Linked DNA regions of Danio rerio: region 2 is linked to region 1. A link is a contact called in public Hi-C data. All regions are on one chromosome and are shown on one strand. The core of a region is the stretch at or near the end of the contact, and the rest is flanking DNA. Distances in the headings are between cores, read along the strand shown. Region 1 holds the start of dclk3 (doublecortin-like kinase 3). Region 2 overlaps nkain1 (sodium/potassium transporting ATPase interacting 1).

The links. A called contact is a pair of places that touch in the nucleus more often than the background predicts.
Region 2: a Hi-C map of an unstated tissue shows a contact between it and region 1, with 2.5 times the contacts expected there. The contact joins the enhancer-like site here to the promoter of dclk3 in region 1. A contact is called at or near these places in 2 of 18 Hi-C or Micro-C datasets (hematopoietic stem cells and an unstated tissue) and 2 of 4 datasets of contacts at active chromatin or transcription factors (caudal fin and embryo).

Annotation. Positions count from the first base shown.
Region 1 is chr19:45,857,557-45,862,723 of GRCz12tu, forward strand. It overlaps dclk3 (doublecortin-like kinase 3), which reads right to left and starts at 2,203. Exons shown (of 5, transcript XM_009294434.5): 1 at 1,786-2,203. The coding sequence starts at 1,849.
Region 2 is chr19:45,935,720-45,940,886 of GRCz12tu, forward strand. It overlaps nkain1 (sodium/potassium transporting ATPase interacting 1), which reads left to right. Exons shown (of 8, transcript NM_200545.1): 6 at 927-987; 7 at 1,077-1,158; 8 at 2,228-2,952. The coding sequence ends at 2,237. Among named protein-coding and RNA genes, the nearest start is that of pum1, 6.7 kb to the right of the region's middle. Within about 2 kb of position 2,727, at least 5 of the 62 cell types and tissues checked have an H3K27ac peak or open chromatin away from gene starts, as enhancers often do.

The DNA.
Region 1 (5,167 bases), core at 953-3,452:
CCATCCAAGGGACCCCATAGGTTTTCAATTACAAAGCAATGTTATTGTAAAACTGATTAAGCATATTAATTAAGCCTGATTTGAGTTCTTGCTTTGCAGAAATCATATTTAAGCACGTCACAATTGTAAATTGTTTGTGATCAATTTATTTAATAGTTCACACAAAAAGAAAACCTATTCTGTCATCATTTACTCATTCTTCACTATAGTCACAAGCCTGTTTGAGTATCTGTTTTTCTGATGAACACAAAAGAAGATATTTTGTAAAATGTTATAAGCATTACCATTGATTTCCAAAACATTTGTTTTCCCTATAGAAGTCAATGGTTACAGGTTTAAACATACCTGACTCAAATAAGACTTAAAATTGACTAATAAATATTAAATAAATTTCATTTTTGGGTGAACTATCACTTTAATGTACAGTAAAAATATGACATTTAAATAAAAAAAAATTAAACCTGGAACAATTGATTTTCATAGTATTTGTTTTTCCTATTATAGTGTTTTATTACTTTTATTTTCAAAATAACAAAATAACGGTTTTATGGTGTTGATAAGAAAATCATGTACTTATTTTATCAAACTGTGTTTAAAAGTGTTATCAGGTATGGTCTATCTACATGGTATGGCAATCTTTCTGTAAATCTGAAATCAAAAATGTTTAATATTATCAGAACTGCTACAAGACTAATAGGATCTGAAACTTTTATTAATATACAAACACTACGAGCAATGCACTCTGACTGAAGCTAAAAGAATTTACCTAATCTAACCCACCTCATGTACTCTTCCCATCTTACGAACTTTTACCTTCTGGAAGAAGATACAGAACTTTCCGCTGGAAACGGAGCAGATTTAAGAACTCTTTTATTCCAGTGTCAATCAGACTATTGAACACTGAACAATAGTGTGTGTAATTCTTTGCATGTTGACTTATTCTTTTAAATTGTTATTGAGTCAGAACCTGCTGAAGTGCTGGGTGAGTCTACAGGAAATTTTCCCCTTGAGGGACAATAAAGTATATAAACAAACAAACTCATTTTGTGTTTAGCAGATAAAAGGAAACATGCGACAACTCACTCATCCATTTTTATTTCTGTGTGAATTGTCACTTTAATGTAAAATATAATGACATTAAAATATAAAAATAACGTTGATTATTATAACAGCATATTCTTAAGGTCGCTGATTCACATTTATGATGCATTTAATGGCACACAATTAACTTAATCTTCTAATACACTGCAAAAAATGCTTTTCTTACTTAGATTTTTTGTCTTGTTTTAGTCCAAATGTCTAAAGGTTCTCGAATCAAGAAGCATTTTCTAGACAAGCAAAACATATTGTCTTGTTTTAAGAAATAATATGCCAAAATGAAGAGAGTTTTTCTTTAAATCAAGTAAAATAATCTGCCAATGGCGTATGCAAAATAATCTTATCACAAATCGAAAAACAAGATTATTTTGCTTACCCCATTGGCAGATTATTTTATATTCTTTTATATTATATTATTGCTTGATTTAAGGAAAAACTCACTTTATTTTGGCATGTTATTTCTTAAAACAAGACAATGTGTTTTGCTTGACTAGAAAATGCTTCTTGATTTAAGAATTTGTAGATATTTGAACTAGAAACAAGACAAAAAGTGAGAAAAGCATTTTTTTGCAGTGTAGTCTTTCGAACCTGCGAGTGTGGACTAGTTAACTGACCTGGTTAAACCTTTACAGATACTGACCCTTTTATTTGCATGCATTTATTTATTAATTAATGATCTGAACGCACCTGCGAGTCCCCATCTGGGTCTCGGTGGCTCTCGCCCCGGTCGCTGATTCCACACCGGCGTCATTCTGTTCCGTTTCTCGCCGTTCCATCGGGATTTGTGCAGAAATGATCAATGCATGAGTTTGATTGACTGCCCATACTGTCCTACAGAGCTGTCCAGAGGGTTTACAAAATAATGAAAGGGTCAAGCATGATCAAATCAACGCTCACCTCAAAATAAAAGAAAAACCTGTCCTTGAAGAATCGAGAAAGTTTTAAAAAAGCATTGAAAGTTTTAAATCGGGCACAGGATATTCAATCAGCGTCTGTCAGACTTGCGGTAGCGGGAAGATATCGCGAAGCCGCATCTTTTGGAAAAGCTACGAGCGCGTTACCGGATACTCCGCATCCTGCTGCTGGAGCGTCTCCCCGGTAACACAGAGAGCTGACACACACACACACACACACACACACACACACACACACACACACACACACACACACACACACACACACACACACACACACACACACACAGAAGAGACAGACACACACACACGCACGCACGCACACACACACACACACACACACACACACACACACACACACGGGTTTGTTTGACTATATTAACGAGGAGGACATCCCATACCCATCCACTGGTTGAAAGAGGTTTGGTTTGAAAGCAATACAAAAAAGTGTCTGCAGCCAAATGCATGTTTCATACATTAGAATATGTTGAATTTTCTTTTATGTATTGATATTTGTAGGCTAAAATAATTTCATATATTTTTATTTGAGATTTATAGGATAAATCATCGTCTTAAAGCTAAATAAATAAGCTTTCCATTGATGAACAGGCTACTTTGTTAGGACAATATTTGTGTGAGATAAGACTATTTGAAAATCTGAAATCTGAGGGTTCATATAAATAAACATAGGCTATCTAAACATGTTTATTAAGTTACACATGAAGCCTACTAATCAAAAATAGAGTTTTGATTTTATTTACAGTATCTTCATAGCATATATCTAAAAAAACAATCAATTAATTAATCGATAATCAACAAATCAATCATTTCGACCCATATTTTTTGGCTTTGCTAAAATATACCCATGCAATTTAAGGTACACGTTTTTGTTATAATTATTATTATTATTTTTTAATTCATTCCTTTTCTTTTTTGCTTAGTCCCTTTATTAATCAGAGGTCGCCACAGCGGAATGAACCACCAACTTATTTAGCAGTGAGGTGATCGAGCTACCCACTGCACCATTGTGACACCCATTATTATTATTATTATTATTAGGCCTATTAATAATAATAATAATAATAATAATAATAATAATAATAAATAAAGCATATTGACTGATTATAGGCTTATTAATAGGCTACATTAAATAGGCCGGTCTATATAATTCCTTAGTCAGGCATGTTTACACTAAGTATATTTTAAAATGCCATTTAAGCATAACAATTAATTCATTATAGGTTAATTTAAAATCAATTTCTAATATCCTTAAGTTTGCAAAGGTTTTGTACTTTAAAGAAATTAAACAATCAATCATTGTATTTAATTAGAAGTTCAGAATGTTTTAGGCGTATATGTTGTTCAATTTTTTATATAGCTAAATGTTAAAAGGAAACATTATTTCACCAATATTTGTATTTTATACTTCTTTCATTAGGCTGCAGGTCAGGTTATTTGATGTATATAATCTTCAAAATAACTTTTGTAACTTAGTAGATAATTTATAAATTATCATTATAAAAAGAAAATTGTTGTTATATGCGTAAATGGACTCTATATAGGCTACTTCATATACATTACAGTAGTAACAGCTAACCTATTCACACATCCTCACACATTATGCTTGATTTATTCCTTTATAATTTATTCTTTTTCCTTATATGTATACGTCTATTCCTTGATTCAAGATATAATTAATGTACACTACACTAGTCGTCTTCTCAGTGTGGCTGTATCGCCACGGTTACTGTTAACACAGCAGTCCTGCTTTGTGTCTGTGTTTGCGCTTCTGCAGGCCTTGTGTTTGTCTGTGTATGTGTGTGTGTGTATGTGTGTGTGTGTGTGTGTGTGTGTGTGTGTGTGTGTGTGTGTGTGTGTGTGTGTACTCGTACAGCTGTGAATGGGTAATAAGCTGTTTTTCATGTGCGTGTCCATTAGAGGGCAGTGTGTGTAAAAGAGAGAGGCTTGATTGAAGTGAACCTCGTTTTCTCTGACAAAAAGTAGGCTTACCATTAATTAATGTTGTTTTGATGATAACATGGTTATTGATAATCATTGGGTAGTCACATAAGTTACTTGCTGAATTTACTTTATGGAATGTATTGCATAATGTTGGACGTACAAGTTTTTAGCAAGAACGTGAGGTAAATAGATTATATACATGAATGAAATTGTCTTTTCCCGCGCAGAGTCAACCGTCTCCTGCTCTAAAGTCAGCTGTTTACAATTAGCGTCGATCTACCACGAATCGTAAGTGCCTTTTTAATTGATTATCACTTTATATTGCTGGCTTACAATTCTACATTGTGCGATGGGTTTGAAGGGTTTTATTCTTCTTTTCAGACAATGTTTTAAATCAAAATCTGCTTCTATCTATCTATCTATCTATCTATCTATCTATCTATCTATCTATCTGTCTGTCTGTCTGTCTGTCTGTCTGTCTGTCTGTCTGTCTGTCTGTCTGTCTGTCTGTCTGTCTATCTATCTATCTATCTATCTATCTATCTATCTGTCAATGTATCCTATCTATCTATCTATCTATCTATCTATCTATCTATCTATCTATCTATCTATCTATCTATCTATCTATCTATCTATCTATCTATCTATCTATCTATCTATCTATCTGTCTGTCTGTCTGTCTGTCTGTCAATGTATCCAATCTATCTATCTATCTATCTATCTATCTATCTATCTATCTATCTATCTATCTATCTAGCTATCTAGCTGTCTGTTTGTCAATGTATCCAATCAATCAATCAATCAATCAATCAATCAATCAATCAATCAATCAATCAATCAATCTATCTATCTATCTATCTATCTATCTATCTATCTATCTATCTATCTATCTATCTATCTATCTATCTATCTATCTATCTATCTATCTATCTATCTATCTATCTGTTTGTCAATGTATCCTATCTATCTATCTATCTATCTATCTATCTATCTATCTAGCTATCTAGCTATCTAGCTGTCTGTTTGTCAATGTATCCAATCAATCAGTCAATCAATCAATCAATCAATCTATCTATCTATCTATCTATCTATCTATCTATCTATCTATCTATCTATCTATCTATCTATCTATCTATCTATCTATCTATCTATCTATCTATCTATCTATCTATCTATCTATCTATCTATCTATC
Region 2 (5,167 bases), core at 1,477-3,976, 79 kb after region 1:
GTTACTGTTACCTTTCTATCAGCTGGAACCAGTCTGGCCATTCTCCACTGACTTCTGGCATCAACAAGGCATTTGCGCCCACAGAACTGCCGCTCACTGGATATTTTCTCTTTTTACCCTAGCAATGGTTGTGCATGAAAATCTCAGTAGATCAGCAGTTTCTGAAATACTCAGAATTCCACCAACAACCATGCCACGTTCAAAGTCACTTAAATCAGCTTTCTTCCCCATTCTGATTATTGGTTTGAACTGCAGCAGATTGTCTTGACCATGTCTACATCTTTCATCTCCATCAGAGTTTGCTGCCATGTGATTGGCTGATTAGAGATTTGCACTAACGAGCAGTTTGACAGGTGTACCTAATAAAGTGGCCGAAGATTGTAAACACATATGTATGCATGTATGTGAATAAATTTCAGTGTGCAAAGTACTTAAGACATTTCATGAGGAATAATTATTGACATGCTGTTGAATTATTCGAAAATAATGAACACCTTACTGCATCACCGCCTCAGGTGTGAATTATTTACTAATAATTCAACAAAAAGAGACGACTATTCTGCTTATTCTACTGTCACCCCAGCTAAAGTCGCTATTCAGATGTGGTAATTCAGACATTTGTCTGGTTTTTGTCCTCAAACTGCTCCTGTGTGCAGCACTAGTTTCTCACACATCCAATTCAAAGCCTATGAAATCATTTTACGTAGTGATATATGCACTCAAAACCTGCCGGAACTACTTTAGCCATGTGTTATCTGAAAAAAAAAACGCACACCTCAGAGTGTTCATCAGACAATCAGAATCAAGCGTTCAACAGCATAGACTAGTCAGTGCTAATGTTTGGTTCATAAACTGAAGTGTTACTCATTTATGAAAGCAGATGCGTGTGAATGGTTGTTTATCTATTTGTCTGTTGTGTATTTCAGCTCTTTGGATTTGTTTATGCCTGCTATGTTAGTAAATACAGCCCGGATGACGAGGACAGCTGTGAGTATATTGTGTTTATTATACAAATGGAAAGTGAAGTAGAGTCAGCTTAAAGTGCTTGAGTTGTGATTTGCGTGTCTGTTTCACAGTTGATTTCTTTGATGGATTGGGCTCGTATAATTACCAGCCTCCACAGAAGATCTCCCAATTACAGCTCCGGCCTCTCTATACGTAAGTAGATACACACATTTGTCAAACTAGGCATTCATTATGTCAGTAATATCAGTATTTTTTGACAAAAAATGGTGCTCTTTCAAAATCTGTTATACCGCATTTGGATTTGAGTCTGTGTTAATGAAGTAAATACTTGAATAAGTAAATAAAGAAATAATTAGTAAATACTCATTTAAGTAAATCAATAGTTTAAAAAGTAAATAAGTAAATTGCTAAGTAAATAAGTAAATAATTAAATTAGTAAATAAATTGGTAAATAAAAGTAAATGAGTAAGAAAATAAGTAAATAAATAATTAATAAAGAAAAAGAATAATTATATAAATAATTAAATAAGCTAATTCTTAAGTAAAAAGGTAAATTAGTAAATAATTAAATCAGTAAATAAATAATTAAATAAGTAAATTAGTAAATAAATAATAAAATTAGGAAAAAATTTGGAAATAAATAATTAAATGAGCAAATAATTAAATAAGTAAAGAAATTAAATTAGTAAATTGTAAATAAATCAGTTAAAAATAATTAGTAAATAAATAATTAAATAAGAAAATAAATAGGTAAATAAATTAAATAAGTAAATAAATTAAATTAGTTAATAATTAAGTAAATAAATTAAATAAGTTAAATGAGTAAATACATTAAATAAGTTAAATAATTAAATAAATTAAATAAGTAAATAAATGAAATTAGTAAGTAAATAAGTTAAATAAGTAAATAAATGAAATTAGTAAATAAACAAATAAGTAAATAAATTATTAATATAGTAAATAAATAATTTAATTAGGGAAAATGAGGAATTAAATAAGTAAATAAATAATTAAATTATTAGTAAATTAGTAAGTAAATTAGTAAATAAATAATTAAATTAGTAAATAAATAATTAAATAAGTAATTAAATAAGTAAATAAATTAAATTAGTAAACAAACAATTAAATTAGTAAATAAATAATTAAGGGCAGCACGGTGGCGCAGTTGGTATTTTTTTTTTATACCAGATAAAGTAAAAATTCTCCAGAAGAAAAAAATTATTATAACAACTTCTATTCAATTCTATTTATATTTACCCAGGACTGGATAGAAACCGGAAGAAATTCCAGGTCCAGAAGAAAACACCTGCTAATTTCAGAGAGAGAGGAAGTCCTCTTCATTACGGGAAACACTCAACCAGCTTCAGTGTCTGTTTCCCGCAAACTTTTGTCTCCCTCTGTTGGAGAAAACACACACACGCACCAGCCAGAGTTACAGAGAGACGACCAGCAACCAGACCGACACTACTTAACAGACTTCAAGACAGTCAAAACTGTGTGTGTGTGTGTGTGTGTGTTCGTTCACGTGCGCACAAGCACATAGGCCTTTGTATTTGTTTGAGTATTGACACGCTGTGCGACCTTTGACCCAGGTAATCTTTGAACACAAATGCCGGAGTTTCTGGCAGGAGAGCGGCTGTTTATACTCCGATATAAGACACTATAATGTACCGTGGTAGATGAATGTGTTAGGTTGGCTTAGATGTGTATTTCGGGGGGAATGCTGTAGGACTATTTGTGCATGTAAATCTCACAATAGAGGAGTTGTGCCTCTGGGTTGGCCCTCATACGTCTGCGTGAATGCATGAATGTGCGTCGTGTCCGTGTATTTATGCACATAACGGGACTAGCCATATATGTTGATTGATTTGGACAGGAGATTAGAGTGAATGTATGGTAATGTACACTTCTTGTTTTGAGTGGCTGGAGGCGGCGTAAGGGCAAACCCGAAGGGTGGGACGGCATAATAAACTCTTTCTAGATTAATCTAATGTTTTGTTCACTTGTACATGAGATTGGTGGTCACATTTTATTCACACTAAAAAAACAATGTCTTTTGCTGCTTGTTTGGTCTACTTATTGAAAAGGGGTTGAAACAACACAATTCTTAAAGGAGCAGTATGTAAGTTTGACACCCAGTGGTTGAACTAGGTATTGCATGCGGGTTCAAAACACGCAGGTTGCCAGATTGACGGCACCAACAGGAGTGTGTCTGACTATTAAGCCTGATTTAAGTCAAGTTCTAAATAAAAGCAACGGCATGCGATAGATAGCCGAATATTTTCCATATTAAAAGAAGTTTTTGTCTTAACCGACACCTGATTTTTCTATTTTAGAAACGGCTGAACAACATAAAACTGACAGTGATCACCTCAGGTACAGCTCATGTGCTTTATTCAGCGTTAAATGCTAATAATGTGAGTTTGAAAGCCATTTTACATGAAATTTTTCCATACTACTGAAAGCAGCAGCAGAGTGTTCACCTCAGATCTTGAGAATAAAATAAACCATTTGAAATTAAACTTCAGAACCAGTGGCGTAGCGCAAAATGCGGAGGCCCCCCTGCAGGGATCACTGACAGGGCCCCCAGTTGAGGGGGGGACTACGCGGGGAAGCGATCACAAACTGAGGAGTGGGAAAGGGGGCGGGGTGGAGCGACAACGCGGGGAATCCTTCGCAAACAGGATTGGGAAAGGGGGCGGGGTGGAGCGACAACGCGGGGAATCCTTCGCAAACTGAGGATTGGGAAAGGGGGCGGGGTGGAGCGACAATGCAGGGAATCCTTCGCAAACTGAGGAGTGGGAAAGGGGGCGGGGTGGAGCGACAATGCGGGGAATCCTTCACAAACTGAGGAGTGGGAAAGGGGGCGGGGTGGAGCGACAACGCGGGGAATCCTTCGCAAACTGAGGAGTGGGAAAGGGGGCGGGGTGGAGCGACAATGCGGGGAATCCTTCACAAACTGAGGAGTGGGAAAGGGGGCGGGGTGGAGCGACAATGCAGGGAATCCTTCGCAAACTGAGGAGTGGGAAAGGGGGCGGGGTGGAGCGACAATGCGGGGAATCCTTCACAAACTGAGGAGTGGGAAAGGGGGCGGGGTGGAGCGACAACGCGGGGAATCCTTCGCAAACTGAGGAGTGGGAAAGGGGGCGGGGTGGAGTGACAACACAGGGAATCCTGCACAAACTGAGGAGCGATCACAAACTGAAAGCGGCGGGGACCCCTAATCACACACGTGGGCCCGTCCGCTACGCCACTTTTCAGAACTGTGACTCAGTGCAAACAACCCAAATCAGTGATTCAGCATCTACATATAATAACATTAAAGAGGGTTAATATGTATTAATTAGATTATAAACATTACCATTTCGTGACTGAGTGCGTGTTTTGTGCTTCTAATTGCTGTATTTAAATTTCTGTCGTGTTTCATCTGGTGCAAACAGCCAAATTGCTTATGACTGCAAATCTCGTCACATTGTGGGTTGTTAGGACACGGGGTTACAATGTACCCTGCTCACCTAATGTTTACATTAAGTTATAAGAGCAGTTAGATTATATGCTAATTAATAACCTCATGTGGAGCTCTGAGGGCCCTGTCATACACCCAGCACAAGGCGATACGCAAATGTTGTCTGCTAGTTTCAGCTCGGCGCAAGAATCGTTTTGACGTTTTGCGCCACGCTGTTTAAATAGCAAATGCATTTGCGCTCATATGTGCACCTATAGGCGTTCTGGTTTGCAAAAGGAGGCGTGTTGAGGCGCGTTGCTATTTTGAGGAACTTATTTAGTCTATTCCAGGGGTGGCCAACCCTGTTCCTGGAGATCTACCTTCCTGCAGATTTCAGTTGCAACCCATATCAAACACACCTGCCTGTAATTATCACGTGGTGTTCAGGTCCTAATTAATTGGTTCAGGTGTGTTTGATATCGGTTGCAACTAATATATGCAGGAAGTGGCTCTCCAGGATTAGGGTTGGCCACCCCTGCTTTAAACCAAAGGTCTGCAGACTTGGTCGTGGACGGTGTTCTGGAGAGTTTAGCTCCAACCCTAATCAAACAGCCCTGAACCGCTTAATCAGGCTCTTACTACATATACTAGAAACTTCCTGGCAGGTGTGTTGAAGCAAGTTGGAGCAAAACTCAGCAGGACACCAGCCCTCCAGGACCATGTTTGGCCACCCCTGCATTAAACTCTCTCAGGTCT